2 separate regions of the Mus musculus genome follow, and region 1 is linked to region 2. Evidence: chromatin contacts called from public HiChIP or PLAC-seq data. All regions are on one chromosome and are shown on one strand. Each heading gives the region's core, a stretch centred on a gene start, on an enhancer-like site or on the middle of the called end of the contact. The rest is flanking DNA. Distances are from core to core; before and after follow the strand shown.

Region 1 (5,990 bases), core at 3,289-5,788, 59 kb before region 2:
CAACCTGAAAGATGGGTCAAAAAATGTGCAGGTGTGCCATATAAAGGACAAACAAAGTAACTCATGAGCTACCAAATTGAGAGTTGCCTATTTTCTATCATTAAAATGTTTGCTCAAAAATACAAAGTAAGGGAAATTTAATGTTTATTTCGCAGTTTTAGTATTTCTGATGAGTTTTCCAAATCACTGCTAGTGCAGTTAGAGGCACACAAAGAGGCTTTCAAAAACTGATAATTTTTTTCTCAAATTCATTTGTAAAAACCCAAACTTTGTTATTTTAGGTTAATGAGATACTTTTGTTCCGTGCTTTTTAGGTCTTCCTGTATAGCAGTATCAAAAGAACCACAAGAAAGACTGATTCCCAGGGCCCACCCAGAGGGAGTCAACCCCAATCGCTGGAAGCAGTGTCCAGGCACTACTAATTTTTTTTTAAGGTTTCAAAAGTACATTACTTTCTTCAGTGTGTCATGCTTTTGTGAATACATGATGCTTTTACTTGGCTTCACCTGCGTGTTGGTTTTGAAACAACTCATTGATTAGGAGACCAGCTGGCATGATTACTGATCTTGCCCTATAGAATGGCCCTGCCAATAGTGTGCAGGTTCCACTCTTTCAATTTGTGTTGCTGTGTATGTCCATACAGCAATACAGAAAATGCTTCCAGTTGCTCATAGAGCATTATTTGTCTTCCTTGGCACAGCTTTTTGATGCTTTGAATTGGAAGCTGCTGAGTGTGTCTTATCCAAGGGAAACATTGAGAGGATAAAGGTGGAACTGAGGTGACTGTAGCTGCTGTTCTGGTACAAATTCACCCATAGCCATCCTTGCAAAGAGCCCCGAAAAACGAAGTCTTGCATTAGCATGTTTTAGTACTCCCCATATGTGCCTCCCAAGCAGCCATTGTGCTTCTAGGCTGAAAATTGCTATAATTAATGCTAAAAGACCTTCCAGCATAATCCAGAGACCCAGGTAGTCTGGAGTGGGGAGGGGGTGGAGATGAGATCTTATTATTTCTTTGAGTTTTTTCTTTACTAGGAGTGTATAAGGATGGAAAGGACAGTAAGCAAAATGGTTTTGTTTCTTTGTTTGTTTGTTTTTGAAAGTGTCTTTCAATGTAGCCCAGGCTAGCTTGGAACTCAATATCCTCTGGCTTCCACTTCCCGAGTGCTGGGATTGCAGGCAGACTCCACCACAACCAGCACAAATTATTATTTGTTGACAGCAAGTGTAATACATCCTAGATCTAGAGGGCGCCCTTAGAAATCATCTAAGTTTTACAAATGAAGATCAAGAGGGTCCCTAATTGAGCCATTCAGGTTTAGAATCCACATTTCCTAGGCTTATGGAAAAAAAAAAAAAACCAACAACAACAACACAAAAAACATGGCTCAGAGGTTCAAGAGCCTGTACTGGTCTTATATATGTGTTCAATTCCCAGCACCCTTGTCTGGCAGCTACCAACCACTTGTAACACAAGCTCCCAATCTGACACCTGGCCTCCTCAGACACCTGTACATATATGCACATATACCCACATAGACACACAAGAACACACACACACATATCTATCTATCTATCTATCTATCTATGTATATATATATATATATATACACACACACACACACATATATAGTTTTAAAATTCCTAAAAATTATTTTAACACCCCCCCCACACACACACACATCGGTCCCTTTCCTTACAAAGCACACTCAAAACCCCATTTTTAAAAACACAGACACACACAGACACACACACACACAAACACATACTCACAAATCTCTACTTTAATGATAGTCTGATAATCTTTTCAAAAGAATAAGCAGATCTTGCCACAGTGGTGCAGGACTATAATCCCAACACTTGAAGGCAGAGGCTGGAAGATCAAGAGTTCAAGGCTATCAATTGGCTACATGATGACTTTGAGGCTGTCTGAACTATGTGAAACCCTGTTTAAAACATAAAATAAAATACAAACAAATAAACAATCAAACAAAAAAAAGTGACAAGGAAAATGAGCAAGTGAAGTTTGTGGAGATGCCCTTCATTTTTCTCCTGAAGCATTCCCACATGCATAAAGTAGTCTCCTACATTCTATTGGATACTGAAGGAGTTGTAAGACAGAAAAACAAAAACAAAAAACAAAAAAGGCCCTGATCATACCACATATCTTTAATTTTAGGAGATAGAGGCAGGCTAATCTCTGAATTTAAAGCCAGCCAGGGGTACATAGTGGGACCTTGTATAAAATAAATAGATTTAAAAAGAAAACAAAAACCTAACTTCAGATAAGGAAAGAAAACTAAAAGCAATTCTCTAGTAACCATTTGACAGTTAAATCTTTCTAACCGGGGGATGGGCCTCCAGGGGATGGGCGTGGGGCCCTTGATTGCACAGCTTGCTCATTGGCACTGCGTCCAGAATCCCGTGGTTTCATCACTTCTGAAAACTTTGGAGGAAGCTGGAGAAGGACTCAATGTGCAGGGCTTGGAAGGCATCACTGGCTGAGAAAGCCAGGCATGCTGAGGCTGGGGCTGGGGGCAGTGCTCAACTTTTGTTATTTATTCATTTTACATCCCACTCACTGTCCCTGTCCCCGTCCCCTTCTCCTCTGATTGGGTGGAGGCCCCCTGTGTATCCCCACACTGGGCTGGCACTTGGTCGGCAGCCCAGTTAGCAGAACATATCCCACGTGCAGGCACTGAAGAGCTGGTCACCTCAGTGCTCAGCTCCTTGGAGTATGTGAAGAGGGGTGGTCTTGTGGCACCCAGTCATGAAAAACACATGTATGCTGGCAGCCACTTTGTGGTTTGACATGCCAGTGCAGCCATATCTGCCTGTTGTCATCTTTGTAAATAGCTTATCACATTATACTAACAGTACTGAAAATACCGCAGATGTGAGCATCTCGTTCCAATGGCTTCGTCTTCCTGAGATACAACTTAGCAAATGACATTTAAGATTCTCGGGGTGAAGGAATACACTTCCTGGCTGACTCCTTGAGGACAGAGTAACTGAGATTTATAGTTTAAAGTTTCATATAACGAGGAAATACTTTAAGTAGAAAAATGCGATTTTATCAAACAAGTTTGTTTTTAAAATATGCTCATTAAAAATTTATTAGCACACGAGTGCCCTAAAAATTAGACGTTACCTGAAAACTATTACTTAACACATATTAACATTTGTGATAGATAACCTATTTTATATTTTGTTTTACATATGTATAATTCTAACTTATTTCTACCGTGGCACATTTAATGACAACTTATTTAATTACAACTTTTCAATCATCAGTTTTGCTTTTCGTGGCTTAGATTATCTGCACGTAGCTCTCCTAGCTTCACTTGTGTTCTACAAACTTTAAATGGAAAATTCTAGACTAATGTCTTAGGTTGCAGTGTTCTGAATAGCTGGTAAAATCTCACACCCTCCGCCACTCTGCTACACTGTATGTCATACACAGCCTTCTCTTCTCTGCACATAGAACTACAAAACTGGAAAATGATGTGGAGGTGGGAATCTTCAATGTGTGCAGATCACCGTCATCTCTAAGAGATTATCTCTTAAAACTTAAGTTGGCTAAGGAGGTATTCTTCAGCCAGATCCTCAACCATACTGTCACAGTAGTCCTTTCCTCAAAACTACAGCCATAACAAACAATTTGGGAATAACAGTAATAAAGGTAAATAGAAGAAATAAACAAAACTACTGTATTTGAACTGATAATTTAAAAGTAGGCATTTAAAATAGTAATTCTTTAAAAATGTACATACTCTTAGATGTAGCAATTCCACTCCTAGTACAATAGGAACAGATGTCCCAAGTGATTTTCACACTAACACTGAATTATAAAAGGGGTGAGAGGGAGGAAACATTTTTCCAGTAATAGACTAAATTACAATACAGATGAGCCATTGAATATTAAACTCCTTTCTAGGAATGATAACGCTTAATGATAAAAAAAAGTTAGGTCTAGGTTATAGGTCCTATTTAATCCCACAACAGGTCAAAATTAGGCGATTATCCATCGTTTTGCATGAGGCAGGTGGAGCAATGAATTTAATTTAGACGAGGTGGCACAGTAAGTAATGAAAGGACTTAAAAGGAGACCAGATAAATCCTGAACTCAGCTTATCTTTCCATTCCCAGAGTCTACCTCGGTGGGTTAGTTTGCGAGTTAAATGGGGGAAAACCATTTAAACAAGAACAACAACAAGACAAATACATAGCTCCTGCGATATGTGGACACGGAGTACTCAGAGGTTGAATAATTCGCTCAAGGTCACCCAATTCCGGATAACCCCAGGATTAAAACAACATTTCAATTTCGTGCTCTTCTTGGCTTCAGTTCTTGTCTTTTCGGACTTCACTCCAGCACGATGGCGCACACCTGAGAGACAGAGCACAAGTGAGAGGTGTACTCGCAGGGAGGTTTCAGAAAGCTGCTCTTCTGGATGTCTGCGGATTTTCTAAATTCACGCATTCTTTCTTCTGTATTCCCGACAGGAAGTTTCCGGTGATCGTGTGACGTTCAATTATGCGCCGGAAGTGCACTGCGGCGAACGCGAGGAAGTCGGAGAGCTTGCAGTTGCAGCTAGTTCTTACCTGCAGAACGCAAGCGGCCGGAGGGTGTGGGTACTTTTAGCCAGCGGCCGCTGTCATGACGACCCAGGGGGGCCTAGTGGCCAACCGAGGCCGGCGGTTCAAATGGGCCATTGAGCTGAGTGGGCCGGGAGGAGGCAGCAGGTGAGTCTCTCGAGTGAAGCTCGGTATCTGATCCTTACCCTAGAACGGCCCGAGATCCAGCGGACCTGGGCCTCGTCTAAGTCTCCGACACGAGTGGGTAGCACATAGATGTTACCCAAGGAGCTTCTGTGCTGTGGAAGGTATTTTTCCCCAGGATCTTTTAGTTTTCCCAATAGGCAGAGAGAACTGACGAACGCACGAGAGGGTCTAATTTGGGTAGCTACATCTGAGGTTCTTTTTCCTGTGATTGATAGGGCTGGAAACCCGCAGTTTTAGTCTCTTGATTTGGTTTGGTTCTTTAGGGGCCGAAGTGACCGGGGCAGTGGACAGGGAGACTCCCTCTATCCAGTCGGTTACTTGGACAAGCAAGTGCCTGATACCAGCGTGCAAGAGACCGACCGGATCCTGGTGGAGAAGGTACAGAGGTATTAGACGTTACCGTAGCGTGTAGGCCAGCCCTGTTTCGCCTTACTCTCTGGAGTGGAGGTAAAGCAGCCGGTCATTAAGACACATTGCTTAAGATCCATGGTACAGTATCTTACGTATATGTTCCCTGACATAATTTCGGTGTGTTAGGATACTGTGTCACTTTTACCCTGAAAACATCCCAATCCTGCTATCATTTCTCACTGCCTTCAACTGTTACATCACCAGCCGTAGACTAACCATCTACCACCTATCCCTCCATCCCTCTATTTAAAATCATGCTTTCTCAACCTCAGCACTGTTTTCTCTGTTTTCTCTTTGGGGCTAAGTACATTTTTGTTGTTGTTGGGGAGAATTATGCTGGGTACTTACTTTAAGATGTTTAGTACTCCTGATCTCTACACATTAGGTACCACTATGGCTTTGCATAATTGTGTGAACTAAAGATGTTTCCAGCATTACCACGTTTTCTAGGTCTAAAGAGGTGCGCTTTGTGTATACCTGCAAATAAACCCCTGAGATCCTATATTCAAGTCTCCCCTTCTCAAATTCTCAGTATCCTTCTCTGTATGGAGTTCTAATGGGTCTTGTTATGTCCTACCTTGTCCTCTTTGCAGTCTCCAAACACAGCCATCAAAAATGATCCCTTTAAAACATGCCAGACCATCCCTACTCAAAATCAGTCTAAAATTCCATGTTCATTCCGCGTACACACCAAACGTCTTTTTAGTATTAGACATAACTCTGCTTGTACCAGTCAGACTCCTTGTAGCTACTGTGCCCTGTCTACTATTTTTACATTTGTTTACTCTTTCATA
Region 2 (6,128 bases), core at 309-2,808:
AATCTTGAAAATGACTGCTTGGAGCAGGGGGATGGATGAGGAAAGGCAGTATCAAATGGGAGTCAGCTTGGTACTCTTGGGAACTTGTGATGTGCTGAAGTGTAATGAGTAGCACAGTGGTTAAAAGGGTCAGGAAACAGGTAGATAGCAGTTATACTCAAGGTCCTGAAGACAAGACAATGATTGTCACTTTTACGTTGAACAAGGTCTACTGGGAGGTTTTACACAGCCACACAACACGCCTGGTTAACTGTTTAAAAGGCATGCTGATGGTTGGATTGTAAAGGGAGTAAGAACAGAAATAAGGGGCTCGATGGATGTCCCTGTTGAGAGGGCTTACAGCTCTTGAAAAGAACCTTGGTTCAGACAGTAGTACCCCAATAGGCTCACAGTTGCCTATCACTCTAGTTCCAGGGGATTTGACACCATATTCTGGAAAAAATAGAAAGAAAGGAAGGAAGGAAAAGAAAAGAACTGTGCAGAAAGAGGAAATACTCAGAACCAAGGTCCGAGCTGTCCTGTTCAGTGAACGAGTAAACCAGGCTATCAGCAGCATAAACAGGGAGCAATGGAACATGGTCTAAGAGACGAATGCAGGCAGTGAAGAAAGCATGGGTCACACGAGGCCTTCTAGGGCACAGTCTGGACTTCTGAGTTACTCTGAGTACAATAGGAAGTCACTGGAAGGCTTGCTATCTCCACAGGATCACTGCAGCTGCTATCAAGAACAGACTGCACGATGAGGAGGAGGTACAGGAAGCACAGTTAGAAAGCTAAGATGATCCCGGAAAAGAAAACGGCATCCTGAGTAAGGTTGGAAAGTAGCCAAGATGACAAGCAGCAGTCAGAGCTGGGTACGAGCGCCACAGAAGACTGGGACAGGACAAGTAACCTAGCTCAAGAGGTCAGCTTTTAGTCGTTTCCCAAGACAGCTATGTAGGAGAGTCTTTGTGATGACAGATCAGTGGCCTGGATCTCTGGTTAGCTGTGAGGTTTCCCAGCAGCTAGTAAATATATTAAGAATTCATTTAATGAGAAGTCATTCAAATGTCCATTGCTGAATGGGTAAACTAAATGTAGTATATATGTACAGTTTAAAAGGAAGGTAATTTGGCCACAAACTACAGGACAGATGAATCTTTGAGAACATGCTAATGGAATAACTCAGTCACACAGGAACAGAGCCAAGTACCATATGACTCTACTTGTCTGAAACTCCAAAGTAGTCAAACTCAGAACCAGGAAGGATGGTTACTAAGAGCTGGGAGGGAAAAAAAGTGGAGATTTGTACGATGAGTCACACAATGTAAGCGTTCTGAAGCTCTTTGGTAGAACAATGAGAAGATACTTAATACAACTGAACTGTACATTTTAAAAACCATGAGCTAGGCTTGGTAGATTATATTCCTATAATCCTAAATGTGAAGGCGGAGAATCTCAAGGTTGAAGAAGCCCGGGCTACACATAATAAGAATGTATATCCCAAAGACAAAAACAAATAACTGTCAGAATGCAGATTTGTGTTACACTATGTCACAATGCAGAGCAGAGTAAGTGATGACGATTTTGCTTTGGGGCTGTATTCTGGTGCTACTGGGGACTGAGACACTGTGAAGCTCAGGATGTCTGACAACCTCCTGCCTCAACCTCCTGAATGGAACGATCACCTTATAGTTTTGACAGACTGTGGTTTTCTTTTCTTTTTTTTTTTTAAAGATTTATTTATTTATTTATTTATTTATTTATTTATTTATTTATTTATTATATGTAAGCACACTGTAGCTGTCTTCAGATGCACCAGAAGAGGGCATCAGATCTCATTATGGGTGGTTGTGAGCTACCATGTGGTTGCCGGGATTTGAACTTCGGACCTTCGGAAGAGCAGTCGGGTGCTCTTACCCACTGAGCCATCTCACCAGCCCCCTGTGGTTTTCATTTACAGCATTTACAGGACTAACATAAATACTCAGTTTTGTTCTTTTTAATATTTCCTTTGTTCAATAGCTTTTCAGCATCCATCCCTCTCTCCCAAGTCATAAGACAGTATGGGCTCACGACACGCTTCAGAGAGGATGACACATCATGCAGCTCAAATATAAAGCCATCTAATACAGCTACAAACATTACTAATGCTATTCCTGTATTTCTGGAAAAAAAGCTGAGGGAGCAAACTTTAAAAACTGCTAGTGTAAGACCTTGGTTCGCTTGGAGACTTATGCCATATGGTTTCAAGGATAGAAACTAAAAACGGAGACTGTTAAAATACAAGACTTCTAACCACTGTTATCAGGACAGATATTAAAATTAAAAGCTATAGATTGCATACAATTATTTACAAGGCTGGTGTGTTGATCCAGTGGGTTGTCATACTTCCTGGTAAACTTGAAGACCTGAGTTCCATTCCTGGAACCCATATGAAGATGGCTGTGCTCTGATCTCTACTATTACAGCACATGCTTGTACATGAACAATTTAAGAGTATAAACCTATAAATATCTACTGATCGATTAGTCATTTGATAGAAGCTATACAACTCATGTCTTCTTCTCTGACTCATACCTACTAGGCAGGCATATGCCTATCATTTCCAACCTTGGTTAATGACAGAAGTGAGACAATATTTGTATCTTTTTAAAACTTTTGTGCTAATCCACTCTGTCACAGAACTTTATTGTTGGGCTGACTTGCTTAAGTAATTCATGTTAGCTTTCAGAGAAATGCTCTACTATCTCTTCAGATATATATCAGTTTTATATAATGTTTAATCAGTCCATTTATGATATAAATATATATGTCATGACAGTTTTAGAGTCAAATATAACAAATTTTTGTATGAAAATAACAGCAATGGTTATCCACAGCAGTTGTTAGAATATGTATATGACAGACACCCAAACAGTTTATCTGTATTATTTCTACAGCATTTCCATCCCATGCTGTGGCTACTGCTGTTATCATTTCAGGAGAGACAAAGGGAATTCCTAGAATGGTGACGTATGGAGAGCCCACCATCATACATACAAGGGCACATACAAGGGGCAATGGAAACAAGAACACAGGACTGGGAGGTAAAAATGCAGGTAAGATTCTAACTTCACCTTGCACTATTCATTTAATCTGGGATAATGACTAAATAATTTTTAGCTTTAATTTTCTATTTAGGCAATGAAAATAAAATTTTCTATTTATGTAATAAAACATAAAATTGTGAGGATCAGATAGATAGAAGATACTCATTAAACAACTATTTTTAAGAGAATTGAATGTATTGGGCATCCGTGGTACATGGCTTCAAGTTTAGCAACTTGGCAGGCTGGGATAAGAAGATTGATTGAGCTCTCAAGACAGCAATGCCCAAGATACAATTCGCAAAACACATGAAACTCAAGAAGGAAGACTAACTGTGGATACTTCAGTCCTTCTTAGAAGGGGGAACAAAATTCCCATGGAAGGAGTTACAGAGACAAAGTGTGAAGTAGACACTGAAGGAATGACCATCCAGAGACTGCCCCACCTGGGGATATACACCTCATAAACAACCACTAAAACTAGACACTATTGTGGACGCCAACAAGAGCTTGCTGACAGGAGCCTGATATAGCTGTCTCCTGAGAGGCTCTGCCAGTGCCTAACAAATACAAAAGTAGATGCCCCCAGCCATCCATTGGACTGAGCACAGGGTCCCCAATGAAGGAGCTAGAGAAAGTACCCAAGGAGCCGAAGGGGTTTGCAGCTCTATATGAGGAACAATAATATGAACTAACCTGCCCCCCACAGAGCTCCCTGGGACTAAACCACCAACCAAAGAAAACACATGGTGGGAATCATGGCTCTAGCTGCCTATGTAGCAGAGGATGGCCTAGTCGGTCATCAATGGGAAGAGAAGCCCTTGGTCCTGTGAAGGTTCTATGCCCCAGTATAGGGGAATGCCAGGGCCAGGAAGCAGGAGTGGGTAGGTTGGTGAGCAGTGGGAGGGGGAAGAGGATAGGGGATTTTTCAGAAGGGAAACTAGGAAAGGGGATAACATTTGAAATGTAAATAAAGAAAATATCTAATAAAGAAAAGGAAAAGAAAGAGAAATGAGGTGCAATAATGAAGAACAGAAAGGACTAAAACGGCAAAAAAAAAAAAAAAGAAGATTGACTGAGCTCTCAAGACAGCATTTCACTGAGGCAGGGTGGGGGAAAGAAGTGGGGGGGGGTGGAGTATATTTATGAATATGCACAGAGAAGAAAAAAGCTGGGCATGGTATCATGTGGCTTTAATCACAATGCTGGAAGGCAGAGACAGGAAGGAGTTGGAGGACAGCCTGTCTACATAGCAAGTTCTAGGCCAATCAGGGTTATATATTAAGACCCTGTCTCACATAGACACATCCCATACAAAAGACAATTCCTAATATAAGAAGCTTTTAAACCAAATATAAGAAACTGAGAACAGTGGTAGTAATTTATTTATATTTAATAACACCCTGTGGGGCCGTGAAAGGCGGGCATGGTCCCTGGTTGAGCTAAGGCTTAAAGCCCCAGAAATCCTGAAGGGACAGCATGCACTTCACCTGATTCCTGGGCACCAGGCTCCATCACTAGCCAAATCACCCCACCCCCACCCCCACTCCCCATAGATTTGTGGCTATCAGTTGTGTAAGGGCAATGTCCCAAACCCCTCCACTTGTAGATGTGACTTGTGGTCATGTAGGCTCAAGACAGATCTTCATTTTAATGAGGTACCTAAAGGCTGGAGAGCTTAGCCAATAAGCTTTCCTTCCCAGACACTTCTCTCTGCAAAAGGTATTTAACCCAGGCCCACCCTCAGAAGTGAGGTATGGTTTTAAACAACTACTTTCCACCATGACAATAAATGTCTTAGAACCATGGACTGTCTCTTTTCATGGGGATCTGCTGTGGGGAGCCAAGGAGAAGGCCTTTGCCCATAAAGCCGCCATCTAATCTCCTGTAGAAGACCTCTCTGTATTCCCAGCCACCTTCTCTACCAAGCCCAGTTGTCCAAGCCTGCAGCTGCCATCAAACCTAGGACTACCCCAGCAGGACCGCCGGGGCTTCTCCTCCCCTCCCTCATCCACCACCCCCCCAATCCCCCGCCTAGATCCAGCCTGTGGGTTCCCACTCAGTTCTCAGCTCTTCCGTAGCTCCTAGTGGTGCCTGGGTGACCAAGAGCCTGAGAACCAGAAGCCCCCAGCCTCATCAAAGGCCTGGGGACCCCCAATGTCCCTGCGCTGCTCTACAGCCCAATACCCACCTGTTGTGGGGTAAGTGTGGTCAACTTCCCAAGTACCACCTCTCCTGCAGCTGTGCCCTATGGCAGAGCAGATACTGGGACCACACAACCCACAATACCCTACACTTAGTTTTCAAATATTTTCTTTGGTTCTCATGATAATTCTGTGATATCAGTAGGAAATGTATAAAGAAGCCAAAGCTAAGTTAGGCTCAATGCTCTGGCCAATACATGAAGCATCTAAACTTCCAAAACTAGTTTGATGGCAAAACATAACAGGAAAGAAACCAAACAAACAATACTATTCAAATAGTGTTTCAAAATACCTTGGAATAAATATGACCAAGAAAATAACAGATTTGTACAAATAGTAAGGGTACTGAAAGCAGAAACTGAAGAAGATACCAGAAGATGGACACACACCCTGTAGTGGCTAATCCTGGTTGTCAACTTGACTATATTTGGAATGAACTACAATCCAGAATTAGAAGGCTCACAGGTAACCCTTATCTGGAGGCTGGGAGATAGAATTTTCTGATCTGGATCTTGGTATGGAGATCTTGAGGCATAGTGGCTATGGATTCCAGAAAATTAAGACAAAGAGATCTCCGAGTTCAAGGTCATCTGGGATTAAAGGTGTGGTGGAACACACCTTTAATCTGGGCTACACCTTTTGCTGGAGACCATATAAGGACATTGGAAGAAGAGAGTCTCTTTTTGGCTTGCTTGCCGTGTGGGACTGAGTAACTGCTAGATCCTTGGACTTCCATTCACAGCTACTCCTGAACCATTGTTGGGAATTGGACTGCAGATTGTAAGTCACCAATAAATTCCTTTACTATATAGAGACTATCCATAAGTTCTGTGACTCTAGAGAACCCTGACTAATA

What was found. HiChIP or PLAC-seq counts read pairs in DNA pulled down with a chosen protein or histone mark.
Region 1: an H3K4me3 HiChIP or PLAC-seq map of bone marrow-derived macrophages shows a contact between it and region 2, with 3 times the contacts expected there. The contact joins the promoter of Emc4 here to the enhancer-like site in region 2. A contact is called at or near these places in 1 of 39 promoter capture datasets (macrophages), 2 of 484 Hi-C or Micro-C datasets (bone marrow-derived macrophages and nephron progenitors), 6 of 115 datasets of contacts at active chromatin or transcription factors (the SCID.adh cell line, bone marrow-derived macrophages, embryonic stem cells and 1 more) and 3 of 9 other capture datasets (adipose tissue, liver and pancreatic islet).

What each region holds. Positions count from the first base shown.
Region 1 is chr2:112,366,575-112,372,564 of GRCm38.p6, reverse strand. Emc4 (ER membrane protein complex subunit 4) reads left to right here and starts at 4,538. Exons shown (of 5, transcript NM_026519.3): 1 at 4,538-4,746; 2 at 5,049-5,163. The coding sequence starts at 4,661.
Region 2 is chr2:112,303,976-112,310,103 of GRCm38.p6, reverse strand. All of the region lies in intron 1 of Slc12a6 (solute carrier family 12, member 6), which reads right to left. Among named protein-coding and RNA genes, the nearest start is that of Slc12a6, 41 kb to the right of the region's middle. Within about 2 kb of position 1,558, at least 99 of the 459 cell types and tissues checked have an H3K27ac peak or open chromatin away from gene starts, as enhancers often do. A contact at or near this core is called in adipose tissue, bone marrow-derived macrophages and intestinal villus epithelium, where this site is marked.